Linked DNA regions of Danio rerio: region 1 is linked to region 2. A link is a contact called in public Hi-C data. All regions are on one chromosome and are shown on one strand. Each heading gives the region's core, a stretch centred on a gene start, on an enhancer-like site or on the middle of the called end of the contact. The rest is flanking DNA. Distances are from core to core; before and after follow the strand shown.

Evidence for each region. Hi-C and Micro-C count contacts between places; a contact is called where the count stands out from the background.
Region 1: a contact with region 2 is called in a Hi-C map of hematopoietic stem cells, with 2.2 times the contacts expected there. The contact joins the enhancer-like site here to the promoter of prdm15 in region 2. A contact is called at or near these places in 4 of 18 Hi-C or Micro-C datasets (caudal fin, fibroblasts, hematopoietic stem cells and 1 more) and 1 of 4 datasets of contacts at active chromatin or transcription factors (caudal fin).

What each region holds. Positions count from the first base shown.
Region 1 is chr10:38,350,554-38,355,173 of GRCz12tu, reverse strand. It overlaps tex14 (testis expressed 14, intercellular bridge forming factor), which reads right to left. Exons shown (of 29, transcript XM_073914998.1): 14 at 2,700-3,166; 15 at 900-976; 16 at 227-318; 17 at 1-141. It also overlaps a transcript of mdh2 not described here. Among named protein-coding and RNA genes, the nearest start is that of tex14, 12 kb to the right of the region's middle. Within about 2 kb of position 2,948, at least 5 of the 62 cell types and tissues checked have an H3K27ac peak or open chromatin away from gene starts, as enhancers often do.
Region 2 is chr10:38,295,357-38,300,480 of GRCz12tu, reverse strand. prdm15 (PR domain containing 15) reads left to right here and starts at 2,053. Exons shown (of 25, transcript XR_012386452.1): 1 at 2,053-2,117. It overlaps c2cd2 (C2 calcium dependent domain containing 2), which reads left to right. Exons shown (of 15, transcript XM_009305500.5): 15 at 1-1,872. It also overlaps a transcript of mdh2 not described here.

The DNA.
Region 1 (4,620 bases), core at 1,699-4,198, 54 kb before region 2:
TGTGTCTGCTGCTGTGATCTTCCCAGTCCAGTAGGTGGTGCTGTTGCTCTTCTCTATCCTCACTGTCACTGCTGCCCACTGCACCCAAGTGTCTCCCCAATCGTCCACGAGCCATTAGGGCCACCATTTCACTAACTTCACCTGCATAAAACAATTTATTTGTCACATATTTTTTCTTTAAATTGGATAAACGGCACGAGAAGATGAATGATAATGAATGTCTCACTGGTCCATGTGGCTTTTGTCTGGTAATGTTCTTCAAGAGATTTGTGATTGCCATCTTTCTGGCCCTCTGATAGCCCAAGTTGCATATATATCCTGAAAGAAAGAGTTTTTATTTATTTTTATTTCATCAGAACATCATTCTTGTTGTTGCCATTTATCTTTTCTTTTAGCGGATGATTTTAATAAATCTTTTAGACCAGGGGTCACCAACCTTTTGGAAACTGAGAGCTACTTCTTGGGTACCGATTAGTGTGAAGGGCTACCAGTTATTAACTAACACATTTTTCTTAATTTACATTTAATTATATGTTATAATTAATAATATTCATCTATGTGAAGACATTGTTCATGTTAATGATTTCTCACAGTAGTTGTCAACAATGATTTAACAAGTTAGATAAATATCCATATGCAACACTTCATTTGTCTGAAATTGTTTTTAAGTTTTTTTTTAATATATAACTTAAAGTAATTTTCAAATTTACACCAATGCAAGTGTGATTTAAAAAGAATACCTATAAAAATTTTAGATGCAGCTTACTCATATGTGGTGCTATGGTAAGCTATTTTTGAACAGGCCCGCGGGCAACTCATGTGAACCTGGCGGGCTACCTGGTGCCCACGGGCACCATGTTGGTGACCCCTGCTTTAGACATATACTTCATCTGTCATACCTGTCTGACTTCTGATCTCTTTTTAGTGGCTGTCTTCTCTTTGCTGCTTCAAATCTCTTAAAGTCAGTGTCCTCCTCCTGTCGATTTTTAAATGTATCTTTTAAAAAATGCCTTTTTGTCAATCATTTAATCAACATACAATTTAAAGAATTAAGGAGCACTGATTGCTATTCTTATATCATTTTTTCTGCATTGATCTTTCTTGGTAGTATTTATTCACAAATTTAAGGGTCAAACTTTACAATAAGGTTTCATTAGTTAATGTATTTACTAACATAAACGAAACTTGAAGAGAATTTATTAACCATAGTCTAATGCCTTATTAAAATGCAAATTCATGCCTGCTAACATTAGATAACCCACTGTGAATCAGAACATGAACTAACAACGAACAACTGTATTTTCATTACTGTATTTTCATTAACTAATGTTAACTAACATGAACAAATGCTTTAATAAATGTACTGCTCATTGTTTGTTCATGTTAGTAAATGCAATATCTAATATGAACTAATACATCCTTATTTTAAAGTGTTACCAATTTAGGTTAGCAAGTAATCCACAGGTAGTCCATTGGAGCTGAAATTACATTTTGAACGGTAGTTTATATTCGGAATCTCTGAACTTCCATTCAAAAGTTTGAGGTCAGTAAGATATATTTGAATTTATGCTTTTATTCAGCAATAATTTTGTACAAATCCTGCCTTTTTTACTTTCTTTTTTATCGAAATATCCTGAGCAAATTGTATCCACAAAAATATTAAACAGAACAACTGTTTGGTATACTGTAAAAGTGTTTGCTGCCTTAAATGTATTTGTTGAATCAAATCAACTTTTCTAGTCATCTAAACTTGCATCAATCAAACTGACAAAAATATTAAGCTAAACTTTGCATAGCAGATAGACAAACTATACTTATACTATAAAAATAGTCCAAGTAATTATGGATGTGTAAATCTGATGGGTTTATAAGAACTGATTTGGTCACACTTTATTTTAATGGTCCGTTTGTTGAATTTAAGTTACATTGCATCTACATGCCACCTAAATCTCATTAGATTATAAGTACACTGTTAGGTTACGGTTGGGTTTGTAAGTTTTTACATGTACTTGCAAAGTTTCTTATAGTCAGTTAAATGTCTGTTGAAAGAGCAGTATCAATAGAAATTAAGCAGACATTATACTAATACTCAAATGAATCATCAAAATGAAAGGTGTTAGCACTGATTTTATTTAATAACCTCATTTATTTTCATTTATTAATTTTTTCCTCTTAGTTTGTTTGTATATCAAAGGTTTTAATTGTATTGTAATTGAATTATAACCTAATTGTGAGGGCAATGCTTTAGTTGGGCACTAGTTTGTTTGGGTTTGTTAACAGGCTAAGTTTAATTCTGTACAGAGACAGATTCTATTTTGTATTTTGTTTAAGAATCAATACAACTGTAATCACTAAGTTAAAAATTGTTGAAAGCTGATTAACTTATTAAAATATGTTAAAGCAACAATAAACATTTGTTGTCTTGACTTTTTGTGATTATATTTTTACAGTGTAATGATCAGATCAAAATTCAATGATTTCTAAGAAATATCAGTGCAGCAATTTCAGCTTTGTTGTGACAATTTTAAATAATAATTCATTTAAAATATCATCATACTGACTTTAAAGTGTGTACCAACTATGATTTAAACTGTTATTACACTAAATAAATTATCTTAAATTCTGTAAAATACCTGTACACTACTAGAATAGGTTGTGCTCCCGAAGCTCTCATCTTGAGCTGAGCTGTACTGACTGACCTCCTCATCTGCATGAATGCACCCCTTTGGTAAATAATTATTAGACGGTGGCCCAAATGCTTTTCCAACACCATCACTGCATTCTTCTTCCACATTCACACTCTTCACCACTGCATCCACCTCATCAAAACATGGTGCACCCACTCGAGCCCCCTCCACATTATCCAGACTCTCCTCAGCTTGCTGTAGAAGAACCTGAGACACTTTAAGATTGAGAACAATGGAGCCGGTGTGCTTTGAGATGGAGCGACTGATAGCCAGATCATTGTCTGTATCACTACAACGAGGATCCTCTGGGAGTGGAGCATGATGGGTAATAGGCCATTCATGTGAAGCAGTGATATCATTATGTGAGGAATCCCTATGGAGGTCATCAGTGTCTGCAGTGGACTCTTCTTCCTCTTTGTAGATTCTCTCCTGATGATATTTCTGGCTCTCATGTCTTGCAGTCCTGCACTGCTTATATACTAAGGAAAGAACAGAACAAACTATATTAATTTATAAATGTTCTTTGACTTTTTTAGGCTCTAAAATTTTACTTAAAGGTCCCTTGAAGAGCTCTGAAATGTGCATTTTGTTATTCGATGTTTGACGTAATCTCAACTTAAACATGAAGAGAAGGTGGGACATCCCAGATAGCAAAATTTATGTGGCTCAAATCTGGCCCACACCAGACACTTACATCCGGCCCACATACCGCATGGAATGATGGCACTTGGGCGGTCCGCTCCTGTTTGCCAGATCTGGGCCACAAATAAGCCAAAGCAATAATACATATCAGCCAGAATTCAATTCAATTTAATTCAATTCAATTCAGCTTTATTTGTATAGCGCTTTTACAATGTAGATTGTGTCAAAGCAGCTTCACATAAATGGTTATAGTAACTGCAACAGTGTAGTTCAGTTTTTAGTGGTTAAGTTCAGTTCAGTTCAGTTTAGCTCAGTTCAGTGTGTTTTAAAATCATTGCTAAGAGTTCAAACACTATAATTTAACCAAATGAACCAGAACTGATCCTATTCTGGGCCACAATTTGCTTTTATTCTGGCTCAGATCTGGCCTATTACTTCTAATAATGGATTAAACATTGGCTAACATCAGTGAATTATATTATTTCATCACAGGTTGTGCCTCACTTCATTTTGTTTGCTGTAATGAACAAACTTTTCAAGCAAAGTTCTTAAAACTTACAGCAGCCCAAAAGAAAATTTATATTAAGAGTTTCAGGGCTATGAGCCCAACTAAAGCAAACACTTTTCTCCATGATGGTGACTTTAGTCTATGTATTCCACATATGTTTTAAGATAACTGGGCCACATTTGCTATATCTCCTCTGGGCCGCTTTAGGCTCACAGCCATATTAGCCAGAGCTAACTGTGCCAAATATTTCAGATTACGTTTTGTCATAAGTGCCAAATCTTTGCCTTAAATGGCCCATATATGAATTTGAATCTTTGGCCCCCCTTTGCCATTGTACAGATGGGCCACTTTAGGCTTAAATTCATTTTGTCTGGGCCAAAGGAATACCACCAGTGCCGCATAACTGCCTAAAGTGGCCCACATTCATATGCTATCTGGGACGGCTCCTCCCCTGTTAAAAACAACCAATAGCATTGTGTTTTTATCACAGTTCTGCCCGTGGGAGTGGTTGTTATCAAGTGCATTACATGAATAGCAAATAAGAAATGTTTTTAAGGGGACGGGGCATGTAAAATACTAGAAAGCATTTGATTGGTCAAGATCTTATGTGAAACTGAAGTATGAAGTGACGTGAAAAACGTTCGTTGATCTATTTATACGAAAGTGGCAAACTACGAGCTTTGGATGTTTATATAGGTTTTATATTCTCTAAATGTAATTTTTGTCACTGATTTGGAGCACAATAGCAAATAACCTTAAAATACCTTAAAATATCTAAAAAAA
Region 2 (5,124 bases), core at 804-3,303:
ACAGCACAGAAGTCCAACATCTTCAGATTGGCTTTAGTCTTGACTAAGTGCGGTTGAATGACATTTGTCCTGGAAGCACTGTACAAATATGGCCGTGGTATTGACACATACTCCGTATGTGATATCTTCAACAGCACCTTTAGAAACATGTTTTCTGAGCAAAATGACATGTTTAATACTTATTTTCCCTGCTGTATAACGTTAATATAAATGTTTAAGAATGTTCTAGTCTGGCACTGATATGTTTGCTTTAAAAAAGGTGTGGTTCAGCGTTTACCCTTTAATTACATAATACACACAAAAAAAAGATGGGGAAAACATTGATTATATATATTTTTTATTTAATATTTAGATTTTAAGCATACATCATTATCTAACTATATAAAGAGAATGTGTTTTTCTCTCTTAGTTTTCCCACGGTGCCACACGTTTAAAAAAAAAAAAAAGTGAGTTGCACCTAAGCTTTTAACACTAAGCAAGGGCATTCCCCCTCCCCCTAATTGAGAAATGTTAGAATACATGCGTGTTTGGTATTGTTTGTTTAGGAGTTATTATTTTAAGCGTGCTGTTTTTCTTTCCCATATACTCTTAAGCCACATGAAATGTTGGCAGTGAATGCCAACCCGTTTGTGTTTTGGACCTCAACTGTTTGAGCCTGTGTGAAGAACTGCAGTGGATTTGCGCTTTGGGAGATTCAATAACAGGCTCCGCTTGACATTTACTTGAACTCGAGCTGCATATGTAGAAGAAACCTGAATGCCTGTCCATTCTGAATGTTGCCAGAAAGAAACCTCAGCAGTCTGGCTTGTCAAATTTGTATTTGGGGAGGACTACTGTTTTGTTTTTAGTGTAGGTTGTGTTGTACATCTTGCCTGTTAACACATCATCAAGTTGTATTTCCAGTGAAATGAAAGGAGGCACGTGAAGATTTTGTATTTTATTTTTGTCCTGCTTAAGTGGCCGTCCCAGCCATTTAAATGAAATCACACACATCAGTCCTCATATCATCATTGTAACCATATGCATTGCAGAACTCCTTGTTAACCTGATTCATCTGTGCTTTCTATTGGATGTATTGAACGCCCTTAGGAATTGCCGTTGTTGCGAATGATTATTGTATCCATGAAAGCTCACCGTAACATATATACCTGCAATATTAAGATCACACATATCCAGTAAGAACTAAGAGCTGTTCAGTTTTTGTAGTCTTAAAAAGCGATGGGGATGTTAAGAATAGTGGTTTACAATTAAATTAGAAAAAAAAATAATGTCTGTTTATTTATAGCACAAATTATACGTAGACACATTGCTGTGCTTGCTAATGGTTCATTTGTTGCTATGTAAAGGCTACAGCTACCACACAGATGCTAGCTTTTCTGCAGTTTTTAATGAACAATTAGCTTTTAAAATTTGAGATTGTGTTTAAAAAGTCAAATAACATTACATTTTGAGACCATTTCAATGTGGTCATGTCATTGGCCCATTAACATTTCCTGCTTGTTATCAAACTATTTAATTTCAACTGTAACAAGAGGCAATTCAATGATAACTTAATGTTAAAACAGCTATCATAACATTGTTTATCAATATGTGGCCCTTTTTGGATTCTTGGAAGCTAAGATACTAAAAATGTAAAACAGGAAATACGTTGGGACCATTGTTTTTGTTTACATCCCTCAAAAGGAATACTCTGAGGGAACCTGTAAGTTAGCATCATGTTTAGCCTACAAATTGACGTCATGACTGAACAGCTCTATTAAAATAACGTGACAAAGACCTTTAATGTCAGAAGAATATCAATCTATGCTATGCAGGAATTCTGTTTGTTAGCATACCTTTACTGGTTTGAGCAATAAACCCTGAACGAACACCTTTTTGTCTTATTCGACTTTTTAATGTGTGTGTGTTGCTTTTGTATTTGTGTTAAAGTCAAAAACTAATAGTCAGTTGGAAGTAATATTCGAGAAAAATCGCTTAGAGCGTGTGTAGAGAAAGAGAGAAAACTACACCTCCCATAATGCCCTATCACGGGTCTTATTTCCGGTCCTGCGCGGTTTCTGGAGCGGATTGGAACCCGGAGTCAGGATTCACTAAATGTGTAGACGTTTGGAAAACAGGTAATGACTTTACGCTGAACTTGTGAAGCATTTATATTCAAACGCATCGCGCGAAATGTGCTCGTGCTCTTCATTAAAAGCTGCAGGAGCCGCTAAAAGTGTGAGTTTCTCGCGCTTTTCGCTTTCAAACGCTCTGGCTCCAGATGAGCTTCAGCGTCTCCATTCCATCCGCCATGCCGATTGTTCTTTGTTACATTTGCATTGCTGAAAGAGAGCGAGCGCAGCCTGAGATCGGAGTTAAAACCCGGCTACAGTTTGAAATCTTCCCAAATCACGGATTCTGTCCGCATTGTGCTGTTTCCCCCGACTGCTTTCCGGCGTTTCATCCGCGGACAGCTCCCCGTTCTGCGTTGTTAAAGAGCGTCATGTGTTGTGATTGTTGTGCTGAGGAGCGTCAACAAAATCTGTTGCATTGTCTGAATGAGCACAAAGTTGCATTTATAGGTTTTTTTCACTGTGTGTGCATTTATCATTCACTAGATATTATCAAAACGAAAGCAATATTATTTAGTATACAAATGTTTCCACACGTTTTAGACCGTTTTACTTCAGAGTTTACAACTATTTTTTAAAATATATCATAGAAACTGTTTGTATTATAAATAGCTGAATACACCTTAACGTTTTGCACATCCACATCACATGTTTGGAAATTGAATATGTTAGTATATCCTCAAATTTGTCTTATGTTTATAAAAAAAAAGTACTTTAACAATTGAGCAATTCCAGTGTTATGGATGTGATATTTGAAGTAAAAACTCAAAACAAATCCACAGAGAGAGTATATGTTTACATATTGAAGCATCTGATTATATTTTTTAAAACAACTAGCCACAGAGTTGTGGGATCAGAAAAATATCAACCTGTAAACATTTTTTACACTTTAAATGAGGAAAATAAACATGTGTTATGGAGGTGACCTAAAAAAGCATGCAAGTTTACAGTATACAACATACTTTGTAGAAATTCTGTAAAATAAACTGCACAAATCAAAATAAACGATGATAATCAAAAGGAGAAGCGTTGGCTCACTATAGAACAAAGATGATTGATATATTTTTATTTAACATTTTTGTATTTATGAGCAAAAAGCTTGGTTATGGATGTTACAGATGTGAAATTGCCAATTGTCTGACTTTGGTCAATCAAATATAATTGTTTGAGAACATTGACAGAGACATGTTTTAAAAGTTTTACAGTCTTTTAAAGTACAAACCTACAAAAAAAAAAAACTTAGGTTCGCTATTTTGGTAAAAATGTAATTGTTTTCATGGCAAGGTTAAGCTTTGCATGACATTGCTCAATTTGCAGATGATCGCATCATGGTAAAGTTTTATATTTGCACATTCAGGCTTTCACCCTCTTAATATAATTTTAAAAAAGTGTTCTTTGCAAATTATAAATTGGGATATTATATTGGCAAGCAAGGACTAGCAAAGTACAACATTGTTCACGGTCAATTAAATAGTGCTAATGTTGTTTTTAAGTTATACTTGCATGCGATTTCAGACTGAATATTTATAGTAGGGTGTCACAAATGGCCACTGTTCAAAAATGAATGAATGTGAGAATATAAAACCAACTTTACCACAATGATGATCACCAGGTTTCTTTTTTTTATTGTTATTGGTTAATAAATCAGTATATTTTGCAAAAACAAATAGCGTAACATGAATACAGAGTATTTTTTGTTGTGTTTCGCTTTGAATTCATTCATGTGTTTTTTATTTTTTATTTTAATCTTTTATTGGTGTTTAACAAGACAATACATCATAATATACAATACAACATAGGGAAAATTACAGATTGTTTTATTTTTCTTATTTTCCCCACTATCCCCTCAAAATAAAATACATAAATGTATGAATTATAAACAAACATATCCTCTGAAAGAAAATAATAAATTATTTAAAATTAAAATAACTTTTAAAAAATGAGCAAATTTAACTAATGTGTTTAAAAATTAAGTGTAAAGGGTATACAACCATAATTTTAAAAAAAAATTGTAAAATGCAATATTCATTCATTTTCCTTCGGCTTAGTCCCTTTATTCATCAGGGGTCGCCAAAGTGGAATGAACCACCAACTTATCCAGCATATGTTTTACACAGCGTATGCCCTTCCAGCTGCATCCCAGTACTGGGTTGCAGTTAGACGCATTAACAGTTGTACCATTGATAGTTATACAAACACACTAGTCACAGATATACTATACAAACTATTCACACACACACTCATACGGGGAAACCGGAGGAAACCCACACTAACTTGGTTAGAACATGCAAACTCCCCACAGAAATGCCAATTGACCCAGTCGGGACTCGAACCAGTGACCTTCTTGCTGTGAGACGACAGTGGTAACCACTGAGCCACCGTGTCGCCTGATAAATAAAATTTTTGTATATTTATTCTCTCATATCTTTTGGGACAAAGCGATAAGTCTTGATCCATCCAGCTTTGATTTCAAAAGACTGAAATGCACATTTTTTTTTAACTCTGTCATGAAAGCCTCAAGTATTAGTAATTTACCTGTTTATTGTAGACTGTTTCAAATCTGTTTCATTTGGAAACTCTATAACCTTTTCTCTTTTATTTTCCCCCTGTTCAAACTTTTTGCAGTGTGATGCAGCCATCGAATCAAAATTTGCTCACAGTTTACAAAATACATTCAAGTTTGTCAGCAAAAACCTTGTCGATGGGCTCTATGCACAGCTAGTGTTCTTCAGCCAATGATAAAATTATGGTGAAAGCTTAATGTTTTCAATATCATAAGGTTCTTATTACAGCATCAATGTTGTAATGTAATTAAAATACATTCAGTTTAATAGACTTAAGCATTCGTTTAGTTGTTCAAGCATAAAACGAGATGAAAGATCATCAGGAGCAGCAGGCAAAGGGGCAAATCTGTCATATTTTAAAGACATGGTGGGAGAAATGGAATTTAATGCAGTGCTTCTTGTCTGTTCTGATGCCCACTTTATATTGTATATCTATCAGGCAGTAAAGA